Regions from separate parts of the Gossypium hirsutum genome. Here region 1 is linked to region 2. A link is a contact called in public Hi-C data. All regions are on one chromosome and are shown on one strand. Each heading gives the region's core, a stretch centred on a gene start, on an enhancer-like site or on the middle of the called end of the contact. The rest is flanking DNA. Distances are from core to core; before and after follow the strand shown.

Region 1 (6,562 bases), core at 2,411-4,910, 43 kb before region 2:
TTTAAATTTGTATATCTCCTTGAAAATATAATATACCCAACATTTGTTGATATAAATAATTTTAATTCAAAAAATATATTTTATAGTAGGTTTTTAGATATTTATTCATTATTTGAATTTACATTGATTTATGTTCCTCTATCCAAATTCATTATTCATATAACTTTATTTATACAGATAATGAATTTGAATGTATATAAACTTACATATTTGATTATTTTTAATTTTTATATTTTTCAAAATTATTGAATGAAATAAATTCAAATATTTAACAGATACCACTCTTTAAAATGGATGCAATTTTTAGAAAAAAAAACATAATAAAAATATATAAATTGAATATATCAAAAAATTATAAATTCAAATTAAAAAAATTACAATATCCAATCCCTAGTTAATTTAGGGGGGAAATACTAATAAAATTGTAACTTGTAATTTTGTGCCTTGGGCTTTGGTTTAAGCAGGCTCTCTCTGATGACTTGTATTTGCCTCAAATTAAGCATAAGGATCCATCCAATTTTTTGTGGTGCAAAATTGAGAAATTGTATGGGCTTCTCCAGTCCACTCTTTTACAAGGAGCCAAATGGGCCAACAAGAAATCAATGTGCTTTTCCAAAGCAATATTTAGGCTCCATAAATCAGTGAGAAAAGCTTACAAATTGCACAGAAAGGAGATAAATTCTAGGAAATTTCTAAACTGCTTCACCAACATGCTATTTCATCTTTTTTTCTTTTCCTTTTTAGTTTCAACTTGATAAAATATTCTTGTGATCATCACGAGTCTTTGTCTCAATATTCCACTAAATTCATGTAAATTTATATAAATTATATTGGTTAAATACTCAAATTGAGCCTAACCTTTCAAGGGTTGTTCACGTAACGGTTAAATCTTTCAAAATACTAATATAAAGGCTTATCCTTTACAAAAGTGTTTAAATGAAAGTTAAACTTTTCAAAGTACTCGAATAAGGCTAATTTTTTTTTAAAGTGCTCAAATAAAAACTAAACATTTTTTAAACTACTCAAATAAGGGTTTCTCAAATATCGTATATCAAGTCACAAATTATGTTTTTATTATTTTCTTTTATCTTCAAGCAATATCTAATTCCACTATTATGTATTTTATTCTAAATAAGTTAGAATTTATTTAGTTTTTACTTAAATTGGATTGAAGTGCGTGAAAAATCTTTATTTGAACATTTTTATAAAGGTTAGGCCCTTATATAAACATTTTAAAATGTTTTGACCCTTATGTAAGCAACTCTTAAATAGTTGAACTTTGAGCATTTAACCAATTATATTTAGAATATCAAATTTTAAGCATGATAAGTGTTTAACTATTCCTATTTGTTCATTAAGTAGGGTTAATTCTACCCAACCTCTTCAAATTATATTCAGCTTTTAAATTGATTTTTAAAATTTAAAATATTTTAATTAAATCTTTCAAATACCAATATCATAGTAATTAAGCTTTTAACCTAAGGTGGTAAATATTAACTCAAATTTGATTTAAAGACATAAATCAATTTTAAACACATGTAAACCTACCACATAAGCCATTTGGATTAGACTTGTTAAAAATAATAATAGCCCTCGTAAATTTTAATGGCACATTTTTTTAAACACTTCAAATTCAAGTTGCTCATGTAGTACGCATAAACATGTTTAAGTTTTAATCTATGTGCTTTAAAATAATATTTAAGTTGACATTTAGGTGGAAAAGTGGAGGGATGAGAGGAGGGAGTGAAAAAGTGAAAAGAAATATAAGTTGAGTGTGCTTGGTAAGAAAGAAAAATGAGGGGAAGGAAAATAGGAGAGATCATTTTTCACCCTAATCCATAAAAACTAATCCTTCCAAATTGAGATGATGAGAGGAGAGATAATAAGAAAAATGTGTATATTAGTTCAAAATAATACATTTTTTAAATATTTTATTTTTTTTCCTTTTAATTTTTTCAACTCTACCAAGCAATGGAAGGGAAGAAAAATACTTTTTTTCTTCTTTCTTTCTATTTTCCCATGTTTCCTACCAAGTACATCTATGGAAAGAAAATTTATATTTTTTATCCTTTTAGTTTTCTACCCTTTTAATTTTCTTTCCTTCCAATTTTCTTTTCACTCTACCAAGTAAAGCCTTAACGTCCAAATCGATAACTAGGCTAATACGACCTAATTAATACTAAAAATTCTATCACATGCATAAACGTGTGAAAATAACATAAAATAAATAATGGAACGTAAGGTTTGAAAATAATAGTAACAACAACACATGCAATATTTACAAAAGTAAAATAAAAAAATTAGTTTAAATTGTGAGTAAATAAAATTTAAATTGGTAAATACATCATATTAAGAATATTAAATGTACTTAAATTGTTTATCATGGTATTGTAATTTTTTCTTGAGTTAGTATTGAGTTGACTTGTAACATCAACTCAATCTACGATATTATCAATGTATACAAACAATGTGGGTAAAACAATTTGTATAATAATATTGAAATGTATAAAATTATTAAAATAAACCTTTGGTTGAAGTAGTAAAGAAAAGATTTTATAAATACTAGTGGCAAAGACTCAAATCTCATCACATGCAACAAATATATATATATATATTGGTCTTGTTAACTATATAAGAAGACAAAACTACACGAGTAGTGATATAAAGGATAAACTATACCCAAAGTCATAAAATTATTAATAAGTTTATATTATGGTTACTCAACTTCAAAAAGTTACAAAATGGTCATTGAACTATTCAAAAGTATTCATTTAAGTCACTGAGTTGTTAAAATCGTTATTGTACGACTTTCTTTGTTCGCACTGCCTACAACAATCAAAAGCTTTCTTTCCTTATCTCTTCTACAGCCCAATTTTTTTTTCATAAAACATCTTTGCACATTACGAATCTATGAATCACAACCAAAATAATTTTCTTCTCTATTCTCTACCATTAACTGTTAGATCGACTTGAATCTAATGTATGTTCTTCTATTCATTGATGGGTACTAATCCACTAGACTGAGTGTTGAGTCATCTCTTGGATCTTGCTACCCAGGTTTTTAAGAAAAAAAATTAATAGCCTAATGACTTAAATAAAAACTTTTGAATAGTTCAGTGACTTAAATGAAAACTTTTAAATAATTCAATGACCATTTTGTAACTTTTTAAAATTGAGTGACTGAAACGTAAACTTATTAATAGCTCAATGACATTGGGTATAGCTTATCCTAATATAAATTATTTTATACATAGAAAGATATTTTTATAAGCTCATTAAACGGGCTGATGATTAGTTGACCCATGATACTAATTTAATTAAATGTTTAAATATTAATATAAATAATTCTAACCAAAAACTTAATTAACATAATGATAATTTAAAAACTCAATTAAAACATTTTAATTTTTAACCATAATATGCAACGTTTAGTTATAAGCATTATTAAATATTAAAATATGAACAATAAGCAATTGTAAGCATATTTAAATGTGTCCTATCATCTTTGATATAAGTATATAATTGGAGTCAACTAGAATCCATGTTACTTTCCAAGTTACAGCAAAAGCAAAGCAATAGCGGGAGTGGAAATGTGGGGGCAGGCAAGGCGACCCCATCTGGATCCTTCTTTGATGTTCGATAGCAACCTTTGGGAGTGTACAGTGCGACAACCTCTTCCCATCCCATGTGGAAACGTATACCACTTGTAATCTTCTATTTTGTGCGACCATTGTCATTTAAAGTAAAAACAAAAAAACTTTTTCTTTTAATTAATTTATACACATAAATTGAATGGGGTCCAGAAATTTTGTTAAAGTGAATATGTACCAACCACCAAATTTTCTTACTAAAGTCACATGCTTCAATTTACTTTTGCTACCTCTATGTACAATGTTTTATGGAAAAAGACCACACCTTTCCTTATCAGCTCGTGCTGTATTTACTGTATTCTCAAATCTTCCAGTTTTCCATAGTTTTATACTTTTCCAACTAGAATTTGATTGATTGAAACACATATAGGATTCTTCAAGTATTTTGAAGAAGTTTCTACTTCTTAAGTTATAGTTATTACATACCACAAATGAATAAATTAGATTTTTATATTTGAATAAGAAATTTATATTTAATTTCAAATTCAAACTGATTATTTTTTTAAAAAAAGAAAATATTTCATTTCGTATAAAAAATTATTATAAGTTATAGTATCACACTAAAAAAAACGATAATTACAAAAGATCTACGAGAGTAGAATTGAGCTACAACTCTTAACTTTTTGTACATGCTTAAAAAGAATATAAATGGAGTCAGAGACAATCATCCTTATTCAGTATAAACCAAAATGGGGATGGAGGTTCTTAAACTCAACCTTTTGGTTCCTTTCCATCCATGTACTACTTTACTATTCGATCAGTATCTTCATCAGCTATTCTCTTCACCAATGATACAACAAACTCTTTTCTTCTATTCTTCAAATGTTCAAATGATCTTTCTAGTTCATGAAACGCACATCACTTTTGTTTTGTTAAATCCCATAATGAAAAAAATCAAAATATCCACTATAACCCTAGTATATGTGAAGGCTTTAGGCCTTCACTTATGAACCATTCTAAATTTGTTCTCTCTTCTCATTATATTTTGGGAAACCTTTAATTAATGTTTCCATTAGTTTGTACATTTTTTAAGATGGTGAAATTATCATCTAATTATGGTTCCTGGGAAATAAGTAATTTGTTGAACCTCATAAATTTTATGTTTCTCACCTTTAGTTATTTCATTTGCATCAATTGATTTTTTTATCACTTTTTAATATTCAATAGTTATTTGTCAAGTAAATTTGAAAATTAGTCACATTTGAGTATTTCTAATTTGATATTGGTGTTCAGTATTAAAGTTATAGTTGTCTGGGATATAACTCGGTATCTCCCAACAATTGGTATCAAAGCCTCAAAGAATAAGTTTTAATTTTCTTAGTATGTTTTATGTTGCAATTATCCGATCTTTCACGTATAGAAAAGAAATTTTCATTATTGAAGATAATCCTTAATGGCTTTGTTGCTAGATAGAAGTGTTGCTATGTAAACGCACGTGTTTAGGAAAAGTTCTGACTAAGAAAGACTTGACAATTAAGAGTGTCTTTTGACCTATCTCTCTGTCTCGAGAACTTACCTATTCCAATATCAAGTTGTTAGATGGAACCAAGCATTTCAACATGTGGCAAAATAAGGTACTAGATGCTTTGTTTCAGTAGAGTTTAAACAACACCATTGAAGAAGAAAAACTCGAAACTATGGAGGAGAAAGAATGGAATACCATCAATCGCTTGACATGTGGTACGATTTGATCTTATCTTTCTAGAGAGCAGAAGTATAGATTCAAGAAAGAAACCTCAACATATACATTATGGAAAGCATTGGAGGAGAAACTCTTAAAAAAGGAGTTTTCAGAATAATCTTTACATGAATAAAAGGTTGTTTGGGTTTTAATTATTAACCAGGCATCATTATGATTGAACCCATCATAACTTTTAATCAATTAGTGCCAGACTTATTGAGCTTAGATGCAACCTTTAAAGTGTTTAAAAAATTCAGTTTAGAAAATAGTTTTCTATCATAGCAGAAAATTAAAATTTTGAAAACTGAGTTAGTTTGTGATATTTATAGTAATAAACTTTTTCTCAAAAAATACTTGTGCTTTGTGAGAGACGAATCCTAGACGTTCTCGGCTTTTAACTGAGCGACCCTTTTTACTATTCTTGTACCACGAATTGCTTCGAGTGTTTACCCGAAAAATCATAAACCAAATACAAAATCAAAAACAATTTATTACTTTTAGTAGGAAATTAATTCTCACTACTTTCTAGCAGAATAATAATATTTGAAACTTATGTTAAACATATGAAAATAGTTCTACTAGTACCATTTATTTATAAGGAGAGATAGAAAAATCTTGGTTGAATTAATAAAAATACAAGTAATATTTATTTAATAGAAAATAATATTCTACTCTAAGTAGAATAGAGTGGGTAGAACACCCTAGTAAATAATACTAGGTATGCCACACTTCTCTCTTATGATGAGGGGATTTGTGCCTCTCATGTATTGGATTTAATTATATTTGGTTCTTGAATTTTTAGCCCAATACTTTATAATTTAATTCAACCCAATACATGTTTTTTATTTTCAAAATAAATATTATTTTTTTAATTAATTTAATTAGATAAATTAGTTTTTTAAATAAAATAATTTTCTCAACCCAATTCTAATTCTGTTAAAGTCATGACAATTTTACCGTAAAAGAATCTATGAGAAAATATATTTAATTTCCATATTCAATAGATTTACAATGACTAATTAATTTAATTCCATTTTCAAACTTCAATTATTTAATTAATTAAATAATAATTTTAAAAACTTGAATTAATTCTCAAAACATTTTTATAATTAGTGAGAAAACACATTCATTTGTGAATGTGACTCATTTCTCTAATTTGATCATTTCCATCCAATTATATCTATTTGGTCTACATGTAATTCATCTCTGGTTTCAATTAATTAGCGAAGGG
Region 2 (6,629 bases), core at 1,952-4,451:
TCATCATCAGTTTTTTGTTCTTGTCTCCTACGAACAATGAGACCCTTTAATTGAGAGTCGGATCCAACCACAAGATGTTTCATCTTGTCATACAAGGTCAAAAAAGCATAGATTTCGTCAACTGTGAGAGATTTGTGGCTATACAAAATCGTGTCTCTAAAGGTTGAATAAAACGGGGCAACAAGCAAAGTAGAATCAACCCTAAATCTTCTTTATCATATTGAACCTCCATGGCCTCCAGGTTCAAAAGAATTTCTTTAAACACAGTTAAGTGTTCGTGCACAGACACACCTTCCTCCAAACGATGAGTATAAAGAAATTACTTCATATGTAACTTACTAATTAGGGTTTTCAACATGCATAGCTGCTGCAGGTTCACCCATAATGTAACGACGGTTTTCTCCTTCATCACATCCTGCAGAATTTTGTTAGACAAATGCAAATGTAATTGCGTTAAGTCTTTTCGATCTTTACACTTCTTTTCTTCCTACGTCAACTTCGAAGGTATCTTATCTATCCCTAGCAGGGCATCCTCCAAATTCATTTGCGCAATAACTGTCTGCATCTTTATCTTCCATAATACGAATCTGGTGTTGTGATCCAACAACGGAATTTCATACTTCAATGATGTCATTACTGTGATTGAGATAAGCAACCAAAAAAACTATAAATAGATGAGAAGAAAATATATTTTGTTTAACTTGACTTGCAAGCAATCTCTTAGATTTTGTTTAACTTGACTTGCAAGCAATCTCTTAGATTTTGTTTAACTTGACTTGCAAACAATCTCTTAGAATTTAGGTCACACAACTCTAACAAGTCTAGCAAACCTCTTCACACCACAATTAATATTGTAATCAATTTTCACCACCTCTCTTATTAAAGCTCCAATTGCTCGTAAAGTACTTCTCTTATACATCAAGCCTGAGAGGCCCAATAATCTCACCCACTCAATGACATTGGTTGGGTAAGGTTGATTTGTAGAAAAATATGATGACTACAACTACACAATCAAGTATTGACTCAAAACTACCCAATGACCTATATATAGTACTTTGGTATAATCCTCCATCATTTGAAATTTTACTAGATAATAATCATTCTCCGAACCCAAAAGTTAAAGGAATTGTTAGGTCCTGTGATGCATAGACTTTATTAAGAAGCATATTGAACATTGTGCTTAACAATGGGTAGTCTCCATAGTTGAGTAAGGAGTTGATAATGATTAATTAATTGGTATCACTGTAACTAGTAGGTATCATCATATTATGAAGTTTTTATTAGAAGTTTCTAGGTTTCTGGTGATGTTAACTTAAAAGGTATGAGGTGTGATGCTAATGAATATGAAATATGAGCATAGGTATCATCATATTATGAAGTTTTTAGTAGAAGTTTCTAGGTTTCTGGTGATGTTAACTTAAAAGATATGAGGTGTGATGCTAATGAATATGAAATATGAGCATATTTAACTTTATAAATATTTTAGTATATTATATATATACACATATAACTTGAAGCAGTTTTCACTGCTGCTCTAAACCAAGAAAGAAAGGTCTAGAGCAGGAAACAAACAAATAAGTTGAAGAAAGAATATAATATACATATACATATATATCAATTGGGGTAAAAAATATATGAATATGAATATAAACAGAAATGCATGCACTATACATTGTCCGGAATAGGAAAAAAAAGTTACAATAATAGAAAAGCAAAACCGTTCATGTGACTATACTCACGTTTTTTTATGCAAAGTGGGGGCTTTTTATATATTACCAAAACGAAAGCGACAACTTTTCACCTATGGACCACTATGAAATTAATGTCTACCCTTACAATGATTTCAAAAGAGGAATGAAAGGAGAAATCAGATGAAGTGAAAGCTAAAGTTGAATGAATTAATTACTAGGGTCCATCAGTTTCTTTGCCTCAAGAATTGGATAAAAATTTTGATGGGTAGAATCCAAATTTTGTAAACATGCAAAATTTTTAAAAGATATTACAATAATTTCTGAAAAATAATTTTTAAAAAATTAATATTTTCTGGTATTTTAATGAATTTGTGTAAAATATTTTCTGTTATTTGGTAGATTTGTTAAAAATATTTCATAAAAGTTGTTTTCAATTAAACAAACATATTTTAAGATTTTTTTTATTTTTTTATTGTTTAATTGAATTTATTTTTATCTATACTTTTATATTTTATATTGTTTTTGCATATATAAAAAATATTATGTTAAATTCAAATTTATTACAACGTCATTTTTTAATTACATGACTACTAAATGAGAATTTTTTATTTAAAAATGTGAGATCAACAAAATTGGCCAAAAAAATTAACGATGTTAATAATTGGACTTGAATTTCAAATTTGAAAAGTAAAGAGGCTAAATTCTTGAAAATAAAAGCACAATGACTAAATTACAAATCTGTGAAATGTACATAAACTTATGACATATTTTAACATTTATACTACAAAACATTTATTATTAATATATTTATAATTGTAATAAATATTTATTATTAAAATATTAATATTGAATATTTTCAATAATATGTGAATATAATTATTTTAAATTATTAATTTATTATTAAAATAAAATTGAAATATTAATAGTTTATTAAAATAATATATTATATTTATTATATTAATAATTTATTATATGAATAAATAAAAATAATTAAATATGTATGCTTAATAATATTAAAAAATATAATATTTTAAATATTTTTAAAATTAAAAATAAAATTTATTATCAATATAATAATATTAAGCTTAATTTAATTTAATTTTTATATAAAGATAAAAAATTTTACCTTGACCTGTAAGTTATTTTTCGTTGACGAAACTATTTTATGTGAAACAAATATAAAAAAATGCAGAAAATATTTTCCGTAAAACTTTTTACATACAAACAAACGAAACCTAAGTTTAAAAAAGATGGCACACATTTAAATCTTACTTGTATAAATCAAATATAGGTAAATTATTACCAATACATATTACAACAAACAATATTTTTACGATTCAAATCTGAATAATCTTTTAAAAAAAATACCCAACCAATAAATTATAACTTAGATTCAAATAATCAGATTAATCAAGAGTTAAATCATAAAAAGCAGAGAGCGGGGTGGGCCTGGGGTGGAGGGGCAAACATGTACCTTAGCCTTAGGAGGAGAGATGTACTTTGATAGGCCAGAAAGCAGGATGGCCCGTCATGTGCATGGTGTTGGTGTTCACATTACCACACAGCAATCGAGTGGTGGATGGCTCTTCTTCAGTCACAGACCGCCCCCTCTTTGTCCTTACCATCAACTGTGCCCTGTTAAAACCATTAAGGTTTACAATATTCCATCACAACTTTAATTTGCATGCAAGTTTTATGGTACAATTTGTTATGTAGGGTCTACTCGGATTGATTGTTATGTAGTACAGGTAAAGAAGTGAACAATCATTTTAGTATGGAATATTAAATAAGTTGGATTTTGTTTAAAGTTATAAATGAGATACGAATGCCTGCTTGGTTTTGGTTTAAAAAGGAATAAGTTCAATTGGATTTGTAGAGTGAACCCAATTCGAATATCTTTTTTATAATTTTATATTTTTAATATTTATTTCCACATTAATAAGTACGGTTCTCATTTGACGAAAAAGTTTATTTTATTTTATTTTATTTTACTTGGGGCTTAATTAAGTGATTTTTTTCATAAAAACTTTCTTTTTTATATAACATATGGAGATTAATTTGTCTATTTTATGAGTAGAGTGAGCAAAATGCAATATGATTCATTATACAAGAGCTTACATAGTATTTTAACCCATTAAAGCTATTAAATTTTAATTAATTAAGAACTTATTTACTTAATAAAAATAATTTAATTTAATCAAGTATTAAGATATTCAAATTGGACTCATTCAATAGGTCAAGATGCTCAATTCAGCAATGACTAAGATGAAGTTGACTTTTTTAAGCCGAATCGGGTAAATTTTTAAGTACATGTGTCTTACTTATATATGTAAATGTGTTATTGAACATCATATGATAATTAAAAAATATGAATATTAGGATATTAATTATATTCAGGGTAATAGAATTTAATTACATCTTTAAAAAAATATATACATAATATCTATAATATAATATATATATTGGGGGAGAATGCCTTTATTCAACCCAAATAGTGGTCTTGTCTTGACAAGAAACAAAGGCTCGCCTTGATAACGCAACTATCTTGACGTCTTGACAAGCAGAGAAGCAGCGTCTCGACGAAGCGACGTGCAATTCAACTTTTCGACTTTTCTTATCCCGGTTAAACTTTGTTCCAGTCTCCTATTTAAACTGTGATTAATCTAGAGGTATTCTAGTCCTACTGTACTACGAATTTTAGCCTATAAATAGCCATATTTACTCTAGATTAGATATAACAGATTTATTTTAGATTGAGAGAATTCTATTATTTGATTTGAAGGGTTTTTCTTTTAGGTTTCGGGTTTTGCTTTAATTCTCTCCATCTCTTGTGCTTTTATTTTATTATAGTGAAATCTCCTTTTACTCATGGTTTTTATCCTCATTTGAGAAGTTTTTCTATGTATTTGTGTGTCGATCCTCTCGATTTTAGTTTCTTCACCTTGTTTGTTGCATACACTGGTTAATTCTTTACATATATTGTAAAAAAAATTGAACTGATTATAGCCATTGTTAGAGTTGAGTGACTTGAATCCTTGTTAAAATAAAATACAGTGGTAAAATAAAATAAAATAAAAATTTATATAGAACTATACTTCTTTTATTTTGCATTAATTAGAATAAGGTCTTTCAACCTATAAATAGATGCAGTCTAAACTCCTCTTGTATCATTAGAATTTCAACATTAGTGAATTTTCTTCTCTTTTGCCCCCACGTAAAATCTATGTGTTCTTATTTTTATTTCTTTTTTGCTTTGCGATCGTTTATATATTGCCATTATCGACGCTAGTTTCTACAAACTAGTATCAAGAGCTTTTCAAGTTGCTTGTCTTAATCATGGTAATGGCGACATTGAAATATGATATTTTGTCGTTGGATTGCAACACCAGGTTCACGTTGTGGTAGATAAAGATACAGTGAGTTCTTGTGCAAATGGATTTAGAGAATGCCCTACTAGGGATAGATAAGATGTCTTTGACATTGACGAAGGAAGAGAAGAAGCGTAAAGATCGAAAGGCTTTAACACAATTACATCTGCATTTGTCGAATGAAATTCTATAGGACATGATGAAAGAGAAGACCGCCACTGCATTATGGGTAAAGCTGCAGCAGCTATGCATGTCGAAAACTCTAACTAGCAAGTTGCATATGAAACAGTGTCTTTATGCTCATTGTTTAGAAGAAGGTGCATCAGTGCACAAACACTTAACTGTGTTTAAAGAAATTCTCTCAAACCTAGAGGCCCTGGAGGTTCAGTATGATAAAAAAGATTTAAGGTTAATTCTACTTTGTTCGTTGTCCCCGTCTTATTCAACCTTTAGAGAGACGATTTTGTATAGCCGCGAATCTCTCATAGTTGATTAAGTCTATACTTCATTAACCTCATATGACAAGATGAAACATCTTGTAGTTGGATCGACTCTCAGGGAGAGGGTCTCATTGTTCGTGGGAGACAAGAAAAAAATGCTGATAATAATCGGAGGAAGAAACAAGAAAAGAGAAGACCGCCACTGCATTATGGGTAAAGCTGCAGCAGCTATGCATGTCGAAAACTCTAACTAGCAAGTTGCATATGAAACAGTGTCTTTATGCTCATTGTTTAGAAGAAGGTGCATCAGTGCACAAACACTTAACTGTGTTTAAAGAAATTCTCTCAAACCTAGAGGCCCTGGAGGTTCAGTATGATAAAAAAGATTTAAGGTTAATTCTACTTTGTTCGTTGTCCCCGTCTTATTCAACCTTTAGAGAGACGATTTTGTATAGCCGTGAATCTCTCATAGTTGATTAAGTCTATACTTCATTAACCTCATATGACAAGATGAAACATCTTGTAGTTGGATCGACTCTCAGGGAGAGGGTCTCATTGTTCGTGGGAGACAAGAAAAAAATGCTGATAATAATCGGAGGAAGAAACAAGAACGAAATGCTTGTAGTAAATCTAAGGGTCGATTGAGATCTTCAAACAGAGATAAAACTTGTAACTTCTGTAAGAAGAAATGACACATTAAGTTTGAGTGCTACAAGTTGCAGAACAAGATCAAAAGGGAGGTTGCAAATCAAAAGAGAAAACAACCAAAACAATCCGGTGAAGCTGATGTAGTAGAAGACTACAATGATGGTAAACTTCTACTTGCTTCTGCCGACAACTCTAAAGTGAGCGAGGAGTGGATCCTCGATTCTGGTTGCACGTTCTATATAAGTCCTAATCGGGATTGGTTTACAACATATGAAACAGTGTCTGAAGGTGTTATTTTGATGGGAAATATTGCTTCATATAAAATCACAAGTATTGGCACAATCAAAAATAATATGTTCGATGGAGTTGTTAGAAAACTTAGTGTGTACGACATGTACTAAAATTGAAGAGGAATTTGATTTTGTTGAGTATTCTTAATTCAAAAGAGCACAAGTATACAGTTGAAAATGGGGTTCTGAAGA

Evidence for each region. Hi-C and Micro-C count contacts between places; a contact is called where the count stands out from the background.
Region 1: a Hi-C map of leaf shows a contact between it and region 2, with 2.1 times the contacts expected there. The contact joins two enhancer-like sites. A contact is called at or near these places in 7 of 34 Hi-C or Micro-C datasets (callus, cotyledon and leaf).

Annotation. Positions count from the first base shown.
Region 1 is chrA02:99,022,184-99,028,745 of Gossypium_hirsutum_v2.1, reverse strand. No RefSeq gene overlaps it. Among protein-coding and RNA genes, the nearest start is that of LOC107952318, 26 kb to the left of the region's middle. Within about 2 kb of position 3,660, at least 3 of the 9 cell types and tissues checked have an H3K27ac peak or open chromatin away from gene starts, as enhancers often do. A contact at or near this core is called in leaf, where this site is marked.
Region 2 is chrA02:98,978,588-98,985,216 of Gossypium_hirsutum_v2.1, reverse strand. No RefSeq gene overlaps it. Among protein-coding and RNA genes, the nearest start is that of LOC107951681, 11 kb to the right of the region's middle. Within about 2 kb of position 3,201, at least 2 of the 9 cell types and tissues checked have an H3K27ac peak or open chromatin away from gene starts, as enhancers often do. A contact at or near this core is called in leaf, where this site is marked.